4 separate regions of the Mus musculus genome follow, and all the other regions are linked to region 1. A link is a contact called in public HiChIP or PLAC-seq, Micro-C and promoter capture Hi-C data. All regions are on one chromosome and are shown on one strand. The core of a region is the stretch at or near the end of the contact, and the rest is flanking DNA. Distances in the headings are between cores, read along the strand shown.

The links. Hi-C and Micro-C count contacts between places; a contact is called where the count stands out from the background. HiChIP or PLAC-seq counts read pairs in DNA pulled down with a chosen protein or histone mark. Capture Hi-C pulls out chosen DNA fragments and counts their contacts.
Region 2: a contact with region 1 is called in an H3K4me3 HiChIP or PLAC-seq map of embryonic stem cells, with 11 read pairs. The contact joins the promoter of Ptch2 here to the promoter of Zswim5 in region 1. A contact is called at or near these places in 1 of 39 promoter capture datasets (liver), 1 of 484 Hi-C or Micro-C datasets (embryonic stem cells), 1 of 115 datasets of contacts at active chromatin or transcription factors (embryonic stem cells) and 3 of 9 other capture datasets (adipose tissue, liver and pancreatic islet).
Region 3: a contact with region 1 is called in a promoter capture Hi-C map of liver. The contact joins the promoter of Ccdc163 here to the promoter of Zswim5 in region 1. A contact is called at or near these places in 1 of 39 promoter capture datasets (macrophages), 1 of 484 Hi-C or Micro-C datasets (embryonic stem cells), 1 of 115 datasets of contacts at active chromatin or transcription factors (embryonic stem cells) and 1 of 9 other capture datasets (liver).
Region 4: a contact with region 1 is called in a Micro-C map of embryonic stem cells, with 3 times the contacts expected there. The contact joins the enhancer-like site here to the promoter of Zswim5 in region 1. A contact is called at or near these places in 4 of 484 Hi-C or Micro-C datasets (LSK cells, embryonic stem cells and rod photoreceptor), 1 of 115 datasets of contacts at active chromatin or transcription factors (embryonic stem cells) and 1 of 9 other capture datasets (liver).

The regions. Positions count from the first base shown.
Region 1 is chr4:116,874,473-116,879,324 of GRCm38.p6, reverse strand. It overlaps Zswim5 (zinc finger SWIM-type containing 5), which reads right to left and starts at 1,923. Exons shown (of 14, transcript NM_001029912.2): 1 at 1,262-1,923. The coding sequence starts at 1,865.
Region 2 is chr4:117,093,095-117,097,946 of GRCm38.p6, reverse strand. It overlaps Ptch2 (patched 2), which reads right to left and starts at 1,891. Exons shown (of 22, transcript NM_008958.3): 1 at 1,520-1,891; 2 at 908-1,100. The coding sequence starts at 1,591. RefSeq lists enhancers at 1,736-2,235, 1,798-2,256, 1,097-2,795.
Region 3 is chr4:116,706,033-116,710,884 of GRCm38.p6, reverse strand. It overlaps Ccdc163 (coiled-coil domain containing 163), which reads right to left and starts at 2,290. Exons shown (of 10, transcript NM_026714.3): 1 at 1,791-2,290; 2 at 1,612-1,645; 3 at 1,266-1,447; 4 at 1,080-1,161; 5 at 601-784. The coding sequence starts at 1,868. Mmachc (methylmalonic aciduria cblC type, with homocystinuria) reads left to right here and starts at 2,500. Exons shown (of 4, transcript NM_025962.3): 1 at 2,500-2,647; 2 at 4,810-4,852. The coding sequence starts at 2,567.
Region 4 is chr4:116,723,342-116,728,193 of GRCm38.p6, reverse strand. All of the region lies in intron 1 of Tesk2 (testis-specific kinase 2), which reads right to left. Among named protein-coding and RNA genes, the nearest start is that of Tesk2, 4.8 kb to the right of the region's middle. Within about 2 kb of position 2,268, at least 16 of the 459 cell types and tissues checked have an H3K27ac peak or open chromatin away from gene starts, as enhancers often do. A contact at or near this core is called in embryonic stem cells, where this site is marked.

The DNA.
Region 1 (4,852 bases), core at 674-3,173:
TTATAATATGCTTTTTAAAAATACGACAGAATCTATTCATTCTTAATAACTAGGAGAGACTGTTCTATGTAAGAAACTGTGATGTACTAGTTTTCAAAGGAAAATAATTCCAAATATGTTGGTTTTACCTGAAGAGAAGACAGCTGGATGTTTGGATTTATATATATGCATGTGTCCCTGAGCCTGTGAAATGTCCTTCATTCAACTTTAGAGAAATCACTATTTCCCTTAGTAAATATAAGCATATAGTGTACAATAATGTGCATAGAGATGTGCACTTCCAGAATGCTATAATAATTCAAATAGGACCCCCCATAAATGTTTTAATATTATGCATAGCAAATCAATGTTAAACAATGTCGTTTCTTTCTTCCTCCGTAATCATTTCACAAATCAGGTACACTTTAAATACTTAATAAGATTAACAAACTAACTAGACGCTCAAGAGAACGAGTAGATTTTTTAAAATCAGTTTCCATTTTTGTACAAACAAAAAGATAAAACAAAAGCGAATACGAGGACGCGTTAAATGAAAGCATTTGAAACATCCAACGTGACTGGCTTTTGATTTACCCCAGTCTGACAAGGAAGGCAGACCCCGCCCCCACTCCAGATTGTGTAGCTTTTTTCCCCCTTTCCCATGGATGGGGGTGTAGAAAAGAGAAGCTGTCACATTTCCATCTTCCGTTATTGTTAATCTGCAGCCTAGATTCCCAGGCATCACTGGTCGGGGGGAGGGATATTAAAACAGACAATTTAAATTGTCTAAAATGCACAGTATTCTGTTGCTTTTTCCGATGTGAAAGTTAATTACACTCAGATTCAATCTGCTATAACTACAGATTGACTGTGACAGCCTGTCCCTCAAACATTCCCTCTAAAACCTATTGCTCCCTTTCCCTCCTTTCCCTCTAAACTTAAATCAGTAAAACGCGTTTCGAAAAGGGCACATCACACGGTTATTCCTTTAGTATGAGAGTATAGGGGGGAGAGAGAGAGAGAGAGAGAGAGAGAGAGAGAGAGAGAGAGAGAGAGAGAGAGACCTACTCGCTCTTCAAACAAAAAGAAAAAGAAATAGGGCAGCCGGTAGGGGAAAGAGCAGTAGTGGACCTGAAGGAAACCTTGGGAAAAGTTTTTTATGCCACTTTTTTGTCCTTGGCGGGGATGCCGGAGTTGGGCAGAAAGCCTGGGTTTTGACCCAGGGCTTGGGAAGGCACCTGCAGAAGAGGCAGGGGGCCGAGAGGGGCCGGGCAGCACCTACCGACTTGAAGCACGTTCTCCACGGAGCCGCTGTCCAGCAGACGGATGCCCCGGCGGAACGGCAGCCCCTCGCCGCCGCCGCAGCCGCCGCTCGCCGTTCCAGTCCCAGCGCCCAGCCCGGGGGACGAGCCCGCCCCGGCGGCCCCGGGGGCGGAGCCGGCCGGAGCGGCGGCCCCGGGGGGTGGCGGCGGCCCCTCCTCGACCGGCGAAGCCCCCGCCGCGCCGGCAGCCGCGCCGGCTCCCGGGCCGCCCCGGTACTGGAAGCTGGAGTACATGCAGATCTCCCGCTCATTCCGCGGGAAGGACCAGTAGACGATGCGGCGCTGCACCGGCTCCGGGATCCGCTCGAAGCGCTCCTCCACCCGCTCGTACGCCCACTTTTCCGCCACCGTCTTGGCGGCGCAGTCCAGCAAGGACTCCGGCTGCAGGTGGGGGCGGGCCCCGGGGGCCAGGCAGCCGCCGCCGCCGCCCCCCGCCCCTCCGCCGGCTGCCCCGGGAGTCCCGCGGGGGTGGTGAGCTTGCGGGCTGGGCCAAGAGCACAGCCTCTTGGCCGGAGAGATCGGCGGCGGCGAAAGCAGCTCCTCTCGCTCACCTCCTTCCGCCATTGCTGGGGACTGACTGACTGACTGATTGAGGCGGAGGCGGCTGCTCGGGCTGCGGCGGAGACCCCAGCCACGGCCACGCGCCCCGCGCAAGCGCCCAGCGGCGGCGCTGTGGGGAGGGGGCGGGGCGAACGAACCCACGAGCCCGCCGGCCCGAGTGGGAAGCCGGGGCGCCGGTCCCGTGCTCGCGCCGCTCGGGCCGGCGCTGGTTGGCCTGAGGACCAGCGCGAGGCGACGCGCGCCGTCCGGGGCCGCCGCGGGCGCGAGGAGACGCGGGGGCGAGCACAGACTGCGGGCGCGCTCCGGGCGCAGCCAGCCCGGAACACAATCCGAGCGCTCGTGCGGGGCCGCGGGCCGCCAAGGACGAGGAGCGCCCGGCACCAGGTGCCTCCGGCGCACCTGCGGGCGGGCGAGGATGGCCGCGTGGCCAAATGAAAAGACCCGGCCGCCAGCTGTCGCCATGAAGTAACAGGCTTGAGGGGCATGAGGAGAGGAAACAACTCCAGTGAGGCTCCTGCAGCAGACAGAACGGACAAGCGACTGTCGCAACCCAAGGGGCACCAACCAAGCAGAAAGATGCTAAGAAGGAAGCCACCGGGTGGGAGTAGAGGGTAGAATCAAAAAGTTCGCGGGATGAAAACTCTCCCCGTGTCACAATATAGGACAGCATCGGCGTCCCCGCCGGCTCAGAAACTGGCTAAGTCCATCAGCCAGTCCGAACAATGGGGCGCCAGGACCTCACTGCTGAGGCAGCAGCACCCTCGTGGGGTTCTTTGAGGGGTTTAGCACCTTGCATCCTACAGGGGGCGGGGGGGGGGGGAGGAACCAACACTTTTGTGTAGTTTCTGATAGAATTCTCTGATCCCTTACCTCGGGTTTAAATTAGGATTTTCATGTTTTTCTTGTCCGTCTTCTATTCATTCCCCTGAATTTACCTAAAATTTAATGCGTCTTTTGTTATTTGATGTCTAACTGCCTAACTCCATAACAATGAAGGTCATGTCCATTTTCTTCACTGTGGTGTCCCCTCACCCAGGTACATTAGTGGGTACTCACGAGTGACAACTTCAACAGTAACTTCTTCATAAACACGGAGTTGTGACATAATCACTACAACTTTTAAAAAGTTCCAGGAACTGTATTAGAAAACATCCTATAGCTGAGTTCAGCTAGAGAGAGTAGTACAAAGAACGAATAAGAGAAGGTAGACTGCAGCCAAATTAGTTTGGTTTTGCAGTAATCTCTGAAGAAAAGAGCTCCGGCTATAACCTAGATGTGAATCGCTCTTAATGGTCGTGTGGTGCTAATCACGACTCATGATTTGTAAAAGGAAGCTGACAACAATATCTGTGCATATAGCATGTAAGAATTAAATATGTGGTCAATTGCTTCTTTCATAAACATTTTCAAAAATAATATTTCAGAAATAATATGATATTATTTCTGCAAGTATAATTGAATTATTATGAAGTATCAGTCTCTGCTTAAATGAATCTTAAATGAATCACCTACCACAGTCATGGGCTTTCATAATGCCCATTCTTTTCAGAATTGTGTGTGTGTGTGCGTGCACACGCACAAGTACGCCTGTGTGTGTCTTCTTTAATGTCAGTCTCCTTGACTCCACTAATAGATTTGTAAAGACAGAAATCATTTCTAAGTAAGGGATGATTATCACCTGCCATAATTCTTAAAAAATGAAAGTTGCTTGAAGAATATTGAATTTTTAAAATAGAAAGGAAAATGATGATAGACAATAGGGAAGAAAAGAACATTTGATTTTGAATCAGCCAGTGTGTTACTTTGATTTAATCAGTTGTTGACAAGCATGATTAAAAGACCATGAGACAGGAACAAAAACTGTTACTTAAACATAGTAACAGTAAAGTTTGAATTAAGCAAAAAATTTTGAGGACACTACAAAGTAAAAGAATAGCATATCTGAGCCTGTGTTCCTGGTGGTGAGGACCCGGGTGACCAACAGCTTGTTGAGCAACATGCCTAAGGTTTTGTTTTTTGGTTTTTGTTTTGTTTTGTTTTTGTGACTACTGTGGTACGTGTCTTTTTTTTTTTTTCCTTCAATTTTTTATTAGATATTTTCTTCATTTGCATTTCAAATGCTATCCTGAAAGTCCCCTATACCCTCCCCCTGCCCCTGTCCTGCTCCCCTACCCACCCACTCCCACTTCTTGGCCCTGGCTTTCCCTTGTACTGGGGTATATAAAGTTTGCAAGACCAAGGGGCCTCTCTTCCCAATGATGGCCTACATATGCAGCTAGAGACACAAGCTCTGGGGGTACTGGTTAGTTCATATTGTTGTTCCACCTATAGGGTTGCAGACCCCTTCAGCTCCTTGGGTGCTTTCTCTAGCTCCTCCATTGGGGGCCCTGTATTCCATCTTATAGATGACTGTGAGCATCCATGTGGTAGTGTTTTACCCGAGATTCTCTGACTGTGAGGAAGACACACTGCAGTGGTCAGAGACACAAAGAGAATGTGAAAGACTTACCAGAAACGGATGGAAGAACAGGCCCAGAGCCTGAATGACAAAACAACAGCTGCATTTCAACAAGGAAAGATCCCTCCTGCTCTGTTTTCTGCTCCTCTGCCTGCAGGGGCCATGATCCCACCTCCCCCCAGTCTCCGGGGTCCTCCCTGGCCTGGCATGAAGCCTGCACCCCACATGGGAGGCCCTCCCATGATGCCAATGATGGGTCCCCCTCCTCCTGGTATGATGCTTGTGGGACCAGCTCCTGGGATGAGACCACCCATGGGAGGCCACATGCCCATGATGCTTGGGCCTCCAATGATGAGACCTCCCGCCCACCCTATGATGGTGCCCACACGGCCTGGCATGACCTGGCCAGACAGATAAGAGCAGAAGCGCTCTTGATCGTTTTGTATTCTTGTTCTGTTTCACCAAGAGATCTTGGTGATGAGCCTGAGTGTTTACTAAATGAATGACAAGGAAACTTCACTTCCTAACAGAG
Region 2 (4,852 bases), core at 642-3,141, 220 kb before region 1:
CTGGCTGTCCTGGAATTCTCTGTAGACCAGGCTGGCCCCACCTGCCTCCAGATCCTGGAATTCTCTGTAGACCAGGCTGGCCCCACCTGCCTCCAGATCCCAAGCACTGAGGTTAAACATTAAAGCTGTGCACCACCACTGCTGCCACCAAGCACTAACTTTTCTTTTTCTTCTTGCTCCTCCTCCATCTCTCTCCCCCACCACAGCATGCTCGACAGGCAGTCTGCCATGCCACCCAGCTACATCCCACTGATCTTCCTTCCTTCCTTCCTTCCTTCCTTCCTTCCTTCCTTCCTTCCTTCCTCCCTCCCTCCCTCCCTCTCTTCCATCTGTCCGTCTGTCCCTCTCTCTCTCTCTCTCTCTGACACAGGCTATTGTTAAATTCTTAGACTGAAAGTATTTCTCTTGCCTCAGCCCCTTGAGTAGTTAGAATCACAGTGCTAATCTGAGTTTGCAGGTCAGAGCCGTCTCTCCCTGCCTTCTCTTATACAACACAATACCACTTGGCTTTGTTTTGTTTAGAACTTACCCCCACACACATTTTACTTCCTTTGGCTATTGAAAAATACATCTTGTTCCATTTGTAAACTCTGATGTACAGTTAAAAGAAACCTAGCTATAAACGCTAAATAAGCAGACACATAATCAAAGATGAATATTCCACAAGCTTATTCATAAGAGGCTACCATCTAGAGTTGTCCATTTATGGGTGAGAGAGATAGGTGTGAGACAGTTGATGGTAAAGACTTGCCTAGCTTGCACAATGCCCTGGGCTTCATCCACAGCACTGAGGGAGATTGGGAGAGAGGTAGGCTTTCTGCAACACACCCAGATACACAGGCTCTGAACAGGAGATGGCCCTCTCGATCCTTGACCAAAGCAGCTACGGCCAGCTCCAGTAACTCACCTTCTACCCAGAGCTGTTCTAGGTCTGTCTCAATTACAGCCACTCGGAGACCCAGTGCCAGAGCCCCAAAGGCCACCAGTCCCAGGAAGAGCACTTTGCCGCAGTGTTTCTGGATCCTGCACCCCAGGGAGAAGAGTAGACCTTGGAAGTAAGCTCGAAGCCAGAGAGGAGCCTGCAGGCTCCCAGCTAGGATCTGGGATAGAGAGAGGAGGAGGTCAGCCAGCTGTCAGCACAACAATGGAGGAGCTTTCCCTTTTCTCCCGGTCAAGTCCCAGTTTCCTGACTTCTGGATGCAGGGCAGGAAACAGCTACAGATAAAGGTTTCAAATGTGGAAGATTTAACTCTCTTTCCCTGTGCCTTCTCCATAAGCACACCTGAAAATGCCCATTTTTAGAAGGTTATGAGTCGTGAACACACACACTCGTTGTCAGCTAGGCAAAGAGGTGAACCCACAGACATAACTATTTTCACTGACCAGATAATAGGAAATAAACTAACAAATCACTTGCTGGCTCTCGCTTGTCTTCAAACACAGATCCAGTAACACTAGACTTCTAGCCCTACAGATGTTCAAGCGACGTTTAAGTTACAAACCCAGCCCCTCTACTCACATGAGGTGCGGAGGACCGAGCTGGAGGTGTGTAGCTGGGAGGTAGCTCTCCAAGGGACAGTGGCCGAACCATGCTGGTGAGGATGGGGGGCGCGAGCGCCCCCAACCTGCGTTATCTGAGCGCTGCCATAGGCTAGCTTGGCGCCTTGTGCCGCCCGGCTTCACCTGAGGATTCCTAGCTGCCGTGAACGGCCATACGGTCCTGGGTGAGGCGCGCGTAAAGATGCACAGGAGCAGCCCGCAGCGGCGGTGCGGGGTGGTGGCCCCAAGCCCCGCTGGATCTGTGGGCTGTGGTCCAAAGAGGGCTCCGCGTGTGGGTGGACCCGACTGGCTGCGAAGCACCTCACAGCTAAAGGTGGCGACTGTGGATCTCGGGAAGCACCAGGAGGCTCAGAAAAAAAGGAGCGGGCCGGGGTGACGCCCTCCCATTGGCTAAGGGGGCGGCAAATTACCCGCTGCCTTGCAGCCGGATCCGTTGCTAGGTAACGGCGCCGCAGGGGGCGGGGCAGGAGACCACCCAGGCAGGGCCACCCCTTTGCCTCGCCTCCCGGGCTCCCCAGCCCGCCCGCGGGGCCCTAAGGAGAGGAGAAGGGAGGGTGATCCTGGAGGCGCTAGTCGTTGGCCAAGTGTAAGTCAGGATGTTGAGAAAGGGAGTCTGCTGGTCCCCTTTGGGCCACCCTTTCTTCCCGACCCAGCGCAACCCTAAGGACCTCCTTTCCACTCTTTCCAAGCAGGCCAGACTCAGCTCTAAAATGCAAATCCCACGGCTGCACCAAAGCCCAAAGCCCTGCACCATCCAACTAAAGCTTTTTTTTTTCCTCTAAGTGCCTCACACCCACTCAGTTGCCTTCCAGTCCCGAATTGCCCTCAGTAATTTCCTAAGTTCACATGTTCTTGCCTTTGTACATGTTGGGGCCCCTTTGTCTTGGCAGATAACTTTTAAGCCTGAACTTGAATCAGTCAGCCTAAACTTTTGGAAGCCTTGGCAGATAATTGCTTTTTTCTTTGTGGTTCTTATTAACATTCAGTTTGTGTATTGTATTTTTAAATTTTTATTTTAACTTTTTTTTGTGAGACATGGTCTTAAGTAGTTCAGCTTGGCCTTCAACTCCTTATCCTGGTTGTGTCTGTCAAGTTAAGGGACTATAACAGTCCTGTATTGCCCAGCCTGTCTGATAATTGTATTTGTGATGACATAATTTATGTACAACATTGGGAAACATGTTGCTTTTCCAAGTGACTGTGCTATTTCTGTGCTCCTGACTGTTAAACTCTGATCGGTCATCTGAGGGTAAAAGTCTGACTCCTCATACAGAACATTTGGGAAAGGAGCCGGGCAGTGGCAGGCCCATCTCTTGTGAGTTCCAGGTCTCAGCATGGTCTACATAGAGAATTCTGGAACAGCCAGGGCTACCTAGAAAGATTCTGCCTCAGAAACAAAATACGTTTTTTGGGGGAAAAAAAAGACTTCAATAAATCTGTTGTTCTGATACTGCTATCACATCTGGCTAGCCTCTTGCTCAATTCTTCCAGACTTCTTAATCATTATATCATAAATATTTTATATTACTACACAGTCCTCTCATCAATCATTTGCAGAATGTCCTCAGGACAGATTCCCAGAAATGGGGTTGTTTGGGTCAAAAAGCATGAATATGGTTTTGGCCTTGCTACATACTGCCAAACTTGTGCAAATTAACATCATCAGCTCCAGGGCTTAATCCTAAGGGTTCCCCAGTTGGTTTAAGGGGTGGGCAGTTAAGGAGGAATGAATGTGTCTGTCTACAACACTGCTACTCTGTGGCTAAGAGGCACCTGGGCAGGAATGGAAGCCTTGGGCCTGGAGAGATAGCTCAGCAGTTAAGGCCACCTTTTGTTTTTGCAGAGGACCTGGGTTTGGCTTCCAGCATCCACAAAGGAGAGTTCACAGCTACCTGTAACTCCAGCTCCAGGGGATTCAACACCTGGCCTCTGAGAGCAAGTGTATACACACACACACACACACACACACACACACACACACACACACACACACACACACATGCGTCATATACAGACTCTCCGGCATATACATATAAGTAAAGGTAATATGAAAATGAGAAAGAAAGCCTGTGTACACGGTATTCTCCCGTTTGTAATGGGAGGAAGTGCACCCTGTGTACACGGTATTCTCCTGTCTGTAATGGGAGGAAGTGTACTACAGAGAAAAGTGTACCCTTAGCAAGCCTGGAAATGGAAACAGCTCTGAAGTGGGCTCTCTAGACTCCTGTAGCAATCTTGGGGCTATAAAGGCAGGGAATTGCCTAGAATAAGCGCTGCACGGCATTATAACGCCAGGACAAAATTGACATTTCTTTTTTTTTTTTAATTTTTTTTAAGATTTATTTATTATTATATGTAAGTACACTGTAGCTGTCTTCAGACACACCAGAAGAGGGAGTCAGATTTTCTTACGGATGGTTGTGAGCCACCATGTGGTTGCTGGGATTTGAACTCTGGACCTTCGGAAGAGCAGTCGGGTGCTCTTACCCACTGAGCCATCTCACCAGCCCAAAATTGACATTTCTTGAGCTCTTTCTTCTTTCCAGATTCTCATGGAGACACAGGTGTGTCATCATTTCAGCCTGGATTCTGCTTCCATTTCCAGCTCAACTGACTGCTGCCATCAATTACCAATTGTGGCAAAGTCCTAGACTTTTTTTTTTTTTAAAGATTTATTTATTATTATATCTAAGTACACTGTAGCTGTCTTCAGATACACCAGAAGAGTGCATCAGATCTCATTACAATGGTTGTGAGCCACCATGTGGTTGCTGGGATTTGAACTCAGGACCTTTGGAAGAGCAGTCGGTGCTCTTAACCACTGAGCCATCTCTCCAGCCCCTCTAGTCTTTTTTTTTTTTTTTTAAAGATGATTATATGCAGTTGAGTTGTGCCTCAGACTCCCATGTCTTGAGATTATAGGCATGCATCATTACACTTGGCTTGGATTTTTCTTCCTTCTTTCTTTCTCTCTCTCTCTCTCTCTCTCTTTCTTTCTTTCTTTCTTTCTTTCTTTCTTTCTTCCTTCCTTCCTTCCTTTCTTTCTTTCTTTCTTTCTTTCTTCCCTTTCTCTCTCTTTCTCTCTCTCTCTTTCTCTCTCTTTCTTTCTTTCTTCTCTTTCTTTCTTTCTTTCTTTCTTTCTCTCTTTCTCTCTTTCTCTCTTTCTCTCTTTCTCTCTCTTTCTTTCTTTCTTTCTTTCTTTCTTTCTTTCTTTCTTTCTTTCTTTCTTTCTTTCTTTCTTTCAAGAGTAGTTTCTTTGTGTAGTCAGTCCTGGGACTAGCTCTGTAGACCA
Region 3 (4,852 bases), core at 1,041-3,540, 170 kb after region 1:
GAGCCTCCACATGATGGTATAAAACATTCATACACCTAAAACACTTTTTTGTGTGTCCTTTTTGTTTTCTGAAAAAAGATCTTTTTAACCCTGGATGGCCTATAGCTCAATATGTAGAGCAGGCTAGTCTCAAACTCATAGAGACCGGCCATCTCTGCCTTCTGAGCACGAGAACTAAAACTGTGTGACACCAAGAAGCACATTTTTTAAAAAATAGTATAGAATAGAGTTTATTCAGGGCACAGAAGGGGAGTTGGAAAGGGGGAGAGGGAGAGAGAGAGAGAACAGAGAAAGAGGAGAGGAGAGGCCTGCCAGAAACATGTGGAGAGAAAGGGGTAAGGGGAAGAAGAAGAGGAGGAGAAGGAGTAGAGGAAGAGTGAAGCACATTTTTAAAAAATTTTTATTTATTATATATACAACATGTATGCCTGCAGGCCAGAAGAGGTCATCAGATGTGGGCCAACCCGTGGTTGCTGGGAATTGAACTCAGAACCTCTTGAAGAGCAGTCAGTGCTCTTAACCTCTAAGCCATTTCTCCAGCCCCCAAGAAGCACATCTTAAACAAACAACCAAAAGGGTGAAGCCTTGCCCATCACTTACTCACTCTGCAGCTCTTGGTGAAAGCCACTGGCAGGACCCAACTTTCCTGGTCTTGCTTTCATTTGGTTTTGGACTAGCTCTTGAACCTGACTCCGAAGGCCCTGCAGTTCCTTTTTCAGCCCTTCCAGGCATTGCTCCAGAAGGGCTCTCCCTTTGGGGCCCTCCTGCAGCAGTTTTAGTGATGCTGTAGAGGGGAAAGTAAGGTCAGTGGCTCTAAGAGACTCACATGAGAGCAAATGACACATAGGTAAAGCTGTGTAGGGCTGGAGGGAGAGAAGCTCACCCATTCACTAAAAGGCTAAGCCCCACAACCGAAAGCTGTATGTACATCAGCGGTAGAGCACAGATCATTAGCATGTGCAAAACTCGAAAGCTGTATGTACATCAGTGGTAGAGCACAGATCATTAGCATGTGCAAAACTCTTGGTTTCCATTTTAAAACTCTGTGTGCCATACATAGAAAAGAATTGGCCCAATACCTTCTAGAGCACTGATCTTGAACATATGTTGCTCCCGATCCTTCAACAGGCTCTGTACAGAATGCTTCAGCGCCTCAGTCACCTACCCAAGCAGAGAAAACCCAGACATTCCTTTCTAAGTCATTGTCCCAACTCCTAATATTCTCGTCTCACATTATCACCACGTACATACCCCTAATACCTCACCTGAGCCTGAGCCTGAAGCTGGGATCGGAGTTTAGTAACTTCATCCCAGAGAGAGGAGCTGTGGGCTTCAGTACAGCTCAGTCTCTCTCCAAGAGTGGGAGTCTTTAGAGCCCAAGGCTGTTGAGCTTGGGCCTCTGGCTGAGGAGGTAAGCGATGAGAAGTCCAGGTGTCAGCCAGGTCCCCTATTGTGGGAATAGGGAAGGGACAAGAGCAGGGTCTGTCTGTGTAGGAAATCAGAGGACAGGAAGTAGCTGGGATTTGTACAGAACTGTGAGCTGTACAGGCAGGCACTGAAAGAAAGGAGGCTCTGAGAAGACAAAGGGCTGGGAGAAAAGACAATACTTACCTGTAGAGGAAACTCGAAAGGGATACAAACTCTGCTACAAAAAAAAAAAAAAAAAAAAAAAAAAAAAAAACCAGCAAACAGTTCAACAAGCCAGTGAGCTCTCAGTGCCCTTTACTAAGCCCTAGCCTAGCCTCCCAATGGGAGGGGTTAGATGGGGATCCCAGAGGTCCCCCTCTTACCTTAATCCGGGCCATATTTTCATCAGTTGAACTGAGAACCGCATGAAGCTGATCAGACCAGCTAGGGCTCCTGTTCATCCTGGAGCACTTGAAATTGCGTCTCTAACTTTCCCTGTTCTTGCTCTTCCACACTCAGATACCCGCGGGCCAGCCCAGGACAAGCCACAGAGTTAGATGGAAATAAGGAAAGTGGGAATATATTAGGGCTACAGAAACAGTGCGATAGCAATACTGTGAATCTAGAACTACGGAACAGAGTACTTTGAAAAGTGGGGGGTCGGGGAGGGGGGAAGAAAACAGAATAATATCGAGAGGGTAGAATGAACCGAATTTTGGTTGAGACCTCCACAAATCAAGGACGCTATCACCACTGAGACAAGTGACAAGTGCCGCTCAAGAGTTCAAACTCTGGTAGGCGGAGAATGAGATTTTAAGTACCGGTGCCGCAGCGCCACCCGGGAAACTGAGTCCGCTTCTTGCGGAGACCACAGGCAATAGAGGGCGGAAATACGTTTCCCTGGAAATACGTGCCCTGTGCGTTCACACTCACACCTCCCGTGAAGCTCGTCGGGACACGGAGTCTTCCAGACTCGGTTATGTTTGGGCTACAAGGACAAAAGTAACTACGTGTACCAAGATGCACCGTGCAGAGTCAGTTGAGTCCGTTACTATTCCTTTACTTCTTGGGAAATGTAGTCCAGCCCTGATGGACGCATACAAGCCTAAGTTAGCTATGAGACTCCATTTCCCAGCAAGCTCAGCGTTCAGCGTGCGTTATGGAGCCGCGAGTCGCAGAGCTGAAGCAGAAGATTGAGGACACCTTGTGTCCTTTTGGCTTCGAAGTTTATCCCTTCCAGGTTGGTTTGTCTTCCCTGTGGTCCTAGGGTGAGCTCTAGGATTGGCCTTGGTGCCAAAAGTGTGAAGGCCGGTGAGCCCTTCTGATCCTCTCAACCTACTGCAGCCATCTGATGACCAGGTCGTGTTGTAAAATGGGGCTTGATTAAAAAACGTAGAGAAACACATGTTTGCCCTTTTATGTCTTTATGATGTCAAACAAATGAATGGGATACAGCCCAAGATCCCCTAACCTGTCATCATTATAATTTACCAGAAAACGGTCTCCCGGTGTGGGCGGGATCATCAGATTCTTCCAAAGGAATTAGAAGAGGTCAAAACTTGGAAGGTTGGTGTGACAGTGTACTCGATCAGATGAAGAGAGAAGAGTATTCCTAATGTTGAACAAGAGACAATTGGCTAGTTTGTTCGGCCAGCCAACAGAAGGCTAATTCATGGTGTTGCTTGCCATCAATACGGGACTGAGCATAGAAATTCCTCACGCTCGCCTGGTACAGAAGTCTCTGTAACCACAGTCCCTCTCCACCCCACCCAGCCCCGCCCTATTCCACACTTTCCTCCCACAGTGCTGAGTGAACAAAATTATGTTTAAGACACAAACTAAAATCCGCCTGTGTCCTTTGGCCTATCTTAAGATTCCTAGGCCATTGAGCTTTCCAGGGGAAGACTTGTAAGAAGATACTATTGAGAAGTTAAGTCTAGTTTGAAAGCCATGCTTGAGGTCTTGGGTTCAATTCCTAGTAATGAGGCAAAAACAAAATTGAAAGCTGAGGCTATAAAACTAAGTGAGATGTATATCTATCTATCCATCTATCAGAAATTTATCTGATAGGTGGATGGCTAGCTAGCTAGAGTGCTGGCTTAGCATTTGCAAATCTCAGTCACCAGCACAAAAACAGAGAAATGTATATGAAAAGATGGATTGAAAGGAGAGGAGAATTATGTACATTCTAGAGTCAGATTGGGACTGGAAAGAGAGCTCAGCAGTTAAGAGCACTGACTGCTCTTCCAGAGATTCTGAGTTCAAATCCCAGCATCCACATGGTGGCTCACAACCATCTGTAATGGGATCTGATGCCCTCTTCTGGTGTGTCTGAAGACAGCTACAGTGTACTCACATACATAAAATAAGTAACTAAATCTTTTTTTAAAAGTCAGAATTTGGAGGCAGTGATGGAAGGTAGTGATGGAAGGCAGATATGGGAAAGAATAGAAGTGCCTATGTGAATGTGAGGCATGGTGGCTGAAGCCTTTGACCCCAGCACTCAGGAGGCCGAGTCTTCCAGACCAGCCTGATATACATAGCAAGCTCCAGGTCAGCCAGAGCTATAGTGAGACCCCATCTTATTTTAAACTTGTGTGTGTCTAGTCTGGATAATAGGAACTATTATACTGAGCAGAGTTAGCCCCGCCTGTCTCCTAAGGTCTTGCTACTCACCTTTCCAGTCCTATATCCAACAGCCACCATGAATATCACCTGAATCTTCCAAACACAGGTTGTTGTTTTTAGCCCACCAACCTATCCTATATCCCAGAACACTTCTCACATATGAATTATTATAATCTCCTTGCTGCCATCTTGGCTCCAATCCATTCTCTACAGCGCAACCAGATCTTAGTAATGCAATTATTGGTCACTTTATTCTTTTAAGGGTTAAATGACTCCTCATCTTCACCAAGTTGGTGCCATAGTTTTTAAGTTGATATGTAAGGCCAGGCCCAACCTCTCTCCTACTAATCTCTCAAGCCTTCCCCTAGTGCATTTCCTTCTTTTTTTCTTTCCTTTTTTTTTTTTTTTGGTGGGGGAGAGGGGCGGGGGGATGGGGTTCTTTTTTTGTTTTGTTTTTTCGAGACAGGGTTTCTCTGTGTAGCCCTGGCTGTCCTGGAACTCACTCTGTAGACCAGGCTGGCCTTGAACTCAGAAATCCACCTGCCTCTGCCTCCCAAGTGCTGGGATTAAAGGCGTGCGCCACCACGCCCAGCTTCTTTCTTTCTTTTTCTTTTTTCTTTTTTTAATTCTCCCCACCCCCCCCCCAAAAAAAAAAAAAAAAAAAAAAAAAAGACAGGGCTTCTCTGTGTATCCCTGGCTGTCCTGGAACTTGCTCTGTAAACCAGACTGTTCTCAAACTCAGAGATCCAACTGCCTGAGCTTTCTGTGTTCCAGGTGGCGTGGTACAATGAACTCCTGCCTCCAGCCTTCCACTTGC
Region 4 (4,852 bases), core at 1,019-3,518, 150 kb after region 1:
GATTTATTTCTGAAAGTAGAACTTTCCTGAAATTAGAAAAGTCATTCCTAAAGTTCTTTTTGATATGATACTATATCAGTAATGATATATATATTGTATTGGTTTTTTCTCCTTAAATGTGTTATTTCCATAACTATCTAATGAATGGAAAAATTTAAATATATTAAAAAATAAAATATGCAAATTTATCAAGATTATCACAGTGGCTTCATTGTGGAAATCATTTTGAAAAAAACGAGCCCATGCAAACTGTCCTAGGAAAACATTAGCAATAAAATCATCCTAATTTTTTCTTCTTTTTCTTTTTCTTGTTTTGTTTTTTGAGAGAGTTTCTCTACAGAGTCCTGGCTTTCTTGAAACTCACTATGATACAGGCTGGCCTCAGATTCACAGAGATCTGCCTGCCTTTGCCTCCTAAGTGCTAAGTAAAGGCATGTACCATCAGGCCCACCTTCTAATTTTCTATATTGCACAAAATTATATCATTCTATTCTATTTAATACAGAGGAAGACATGACAGCCTCTGTACAACTTGTTCAAAAGATAAATTAATAAATAACACTACGTCTCATCTGTCTAATGATTTACAGTTCACAAAGCACTTTGACCCTTATGACAATTCTGTGTCCTTGTTCCAGCTGGATAGATTCAAACAGCAAGGACTGAAATGCAGAAAGCCTGTCTTTTTATATTTCAAAATCCAAAAGCCATAAAAGAAGATCGAAAAGTTTATCAGCATAAAAATCTAGAACTTCTATAAGGAATAAAAGAAAAGACGTCAGAAAGGCAAATATCAAAGTGAGCCTGAGGGCATGAGGGCAGAGTGGATGGTTGGCATGCAGGAGGCCCTGGGTTCAATACCCTGCGTCCAAGGAAGGAAAAAGAAGAATTCTTGTAAAACATATCACAAACCTTTATTTAACTTTTTATAGAGAGTCTAAGAAATCAGAACGATAGGGATCCCTGACTCAACAGAAAAGTTATGACTTGAACATAAAAGATGCTTCATCTCAGCATAATTAAAAGAACTGAACCTCTCCGAGTTTATCTATCACTTCTTTCTATCTATCACATTGGCAATAATCCAAGATTGATAACAGCAGGCATAATAGTAACAGTACTGATCCTCCAGTCATAATGCTTACAGGTAGAGCTGCAGCTCGGCGGCCATGGATCAGATAGTACCAGTGCCCACCTCAAAGGGCTTTTGCTAAGATTAAATGAGATGACACACGTAAACTCCTAGAATGGTATTTACTGTACAGAACACTGTCTAAGCATTCACTATGACACAGGCAATGTAGATGGGAAATACCGGAGGAAACAAACTGAGCAGTTCCTCGTAATAAATGCACATCAACTTTAAAATTCTGCTTTTGTAAATTTACCCCTCAAATCCCCTTGCACACATGTCAAAGTGACACGCTCAGGGTCTACACTACAGCACTGCTTAGCAAGGCTAAAGGAATGCGCAGAGTAGGCAACAAGTTTTAATACACAGATTCAAAAGCTTTTCGGTGTTTCTTTAAACATTTTTTTTTCTATTACATTTTATTTATCTGTGTGTAGAGAGGCCGGAGGACAACCTATGGGAATCTGTTCTCTCTCTCCTTCCAAGTGGGTCCCAGAGACCAAGTGTGAGAGACTCTTGTGGCGAGAACATCTACCCACAGAGCCATGTGACCAGCCCATTTTGTTGTTGCCTTTGTCTTGGGTTTTTTGTTTTGTTTTGTTTTGTTTTTTGGTTTGTTGTTGTTGTTGTTGTTGTTGTCGTTTTTCAAGACAGGGTTTCTCTGTGTAGTCCTGGCTGCCCTGGAACTCACTCTGTACACCAGGCTGGCCTCGAACTCAGAAATCCGCCTGCCTCTGCCTCCCAAGAGCTGGGTTTAAAGGCATGTGCCACCACTGCCCAGCTTGTCTTGGTTTTTAAAACAGGGTTTCATGTAGCCTACATTGGCCTCCCTTTTGCTGTGTGTAGTCTTCTCCCATCAGGTACTGTGATAGCCCCAAATGGTAACACACACACACACCAGCCTATGGAAAATCTTTGTTAAATTCTGAATAGTCCTAGGCCAAGCAGAGAAGGCTTGTGGGACCAGTTCAGCAGGGACCAGGACTGATATTTGTGGAGGCCTGCTCTATTCCACAAAGAAGCACAGATGGCTTCCTCCGTCCTGAATTTATCCTCCTCCATTCAAAGCCTGGATTCAGACAACAGCTTATTAGGTGTCTTCAGATTTCCCTGCGAGCCCAGAGGTGATCTCCTGGTTCTCCAACATCCATTCTGCACAACTTAACTCAGCCAATAATCTATGACCCTGAGGCAGGGTGACATAGCACACAGACAAACCCCAAAGCTCTATGAAGACATCTCGGGGTCGAAAGAAGTTTTTCGGGGGAGGGAGGGGTATTTGTTTTGTTTTTGAGATAGGTTTTTTTTCTTTATGTAGTCCTGGCTATTCCTGAGCTTGATATGTAGACCAGGCTAGACTTCACAGAGATCTACTTCATTCTGCCTCCTGAGTACCAGGAATGCCAGAATGCACGACCACACCCATCTACACCCAAAAGAATTCCCTAGGAGAAAAAGTAGGAATGTCCCTGGAGACAAAAGAGGAAGCCCTCGAAGTACTAATCAGAAAAGCTCTCCAGGATACACTAAAATGAAAGACACACCCAGTGAGTAGAGCCCAGAACTGTGAGAAACCATCAGCTTTTTAAGGGGGAAAAAAAAAACATTATATATATTCATGTTTGGAAGCATTTACCTAAACAAAGTCTAAAAGAATGCAAAGACAGCTGGGTTGTGGTGGTCTGTCCTGTATGCCAGGAAGTCAGAAGTTGAAGGTTGTCCTCAAAATCCCTTCTTCAAAAATAAAAATGGGGGTGAGGTGAGGGCCTGCTAGCAAGGGCAGCTGAGCATTCAGCTTCAGTTCCGAGCACCCAAAGAGTTTTTAAAAAATGGTTGGGAGGCGTGAAGGGAACAGGGCACTGGGTAGACACAGCAGTCATGAGACCATGACTGTTTATACAAAATATATAAATATTTAAAATCATGTTATATGTAAACAGTTTGATATTTAACCACTTGAATACATTGTATTTCCAAGTAATATATATATTAAGGAAGAGTGTGGAAAGTTCCCAAGCATGGAACTAATTCTAACAGAGAAATACACTATTTGGGTATTTTTGAGACAGACTCTGGCTGTGTGGAACAAGATGCTACTAACCCAAAGCACACGATGCCTCTCGCTTCAGTCTCCTGAACGTTAGGACCACAGGAGTGCCCCACAGCACCCAGCTTTAAATATAACATTGAAAACAAAACAAAATACTAACGCTTACAGAAGATAAGCATTTTACCTATAACCATATAGTTAATAACACAATCTCAGTTTTGATTTACCATGAAGATTTCCAATATTTTCCTCTTTTCACGTTGCCTTTATAAAATCAGAGGGCCAGAAAAATGGGTAAGAGTACCTGCTGCCACACTTGATGACCTGAGTTCAATTCCCAAGATCCACATGATGGGAGGTCAGAATCAAGTTCTCCAAGTTGTTCTCTACACACACACACACAGACACACACACATACAAATAGTAAAATAAATAAATAAATAAAATGTCAAGAATGGATAGTTGACACATTACAAATATGTTAACAACCAGCCCTCTGACCACTCAGCAAAAATAACCCTACTGAGACCACACTGAAGTCATGTTCATTTGATGACTCAGAAAATAGCATAATACCCATTGTTGGGCCAAAACATTCACCATCACCCACATGAACAATGTACTAATTAGGCTCCAGTTACCAGAAAGAGAAAAAAACTCGCATAAAAGTCCTTATCCAAGATTTCAAACTCTAATAAAACATTCAGTGTATGATATTAACAATGTATTTATAACCACTTTAATATAGGGGGAAGAACAGTTTTAAAAATGAGCCCCTTTCTACTCTAAATAAGCCAGGGAACAATTTTCTTCTTATAATTAACTGTAAGTAGAAAGCGCCACTGCAGTGCCTGAGAGAGCAGGTTATTAGCTTCCCGGCATGTACATGTCTAAACCAGAATTAAGACCTTCATATGCCAAACCACACAGGACAGGGTTTGAGGAACCATCCCAAACATTTATCTCTATAAAAGAATAACGTATCATGCATTGAAATCACCCAGATGTCTGAGAACCTCACTGTTTAGACACAATCTGTACCATTGATCACTAGTTTCTAACATGTGAGTCCCTCCTTGTTGATGATAGGCCCCATCTATAATATCTCCTGTGTTCCATCTCCTGCCATCATATTGGGTAGTTATTACATCTATACAGATGACATAGTCAACACAGCCCTTAACGCTGCTGAACTATTGTAATGACCTATATAGCTCCACTTCCCTTCAACAGTACTGAGACAGTTACACCTTTTTTTCTTCCTCAGCCTTGGAAAGAACTCTGAATTTTTCCAATCATGTATTCTTACAAAACCCACTCTTCAATCACAATTCTGCTTATCTCCTCATTCTCCATCTTACTAGCTTTCTTAAAGATTTTTTAAAATTTTTTATTTTGTATGCATGAGTGTCTTATCTATATGTCTGTGTGTTATATGCATGCATCGCCTAAGGAAGCCTGAACAGGTGTTGCCTCCCCCAGAACTGGAGTTACACACAGTTGCATATAGTCACTGGGAACTGAATCTGTGTCCCCTGGGAGAAAGACCAATGCTCTTAAAAGCTAAGCCACCTCTTCAACCCCAGATTTTACTTCTTATAACTTCTAATTCAGACTGTGCAGTTAATCATAGGCCCACAGTATCATTCGCAGTCTGAAAAGTGGCTCCC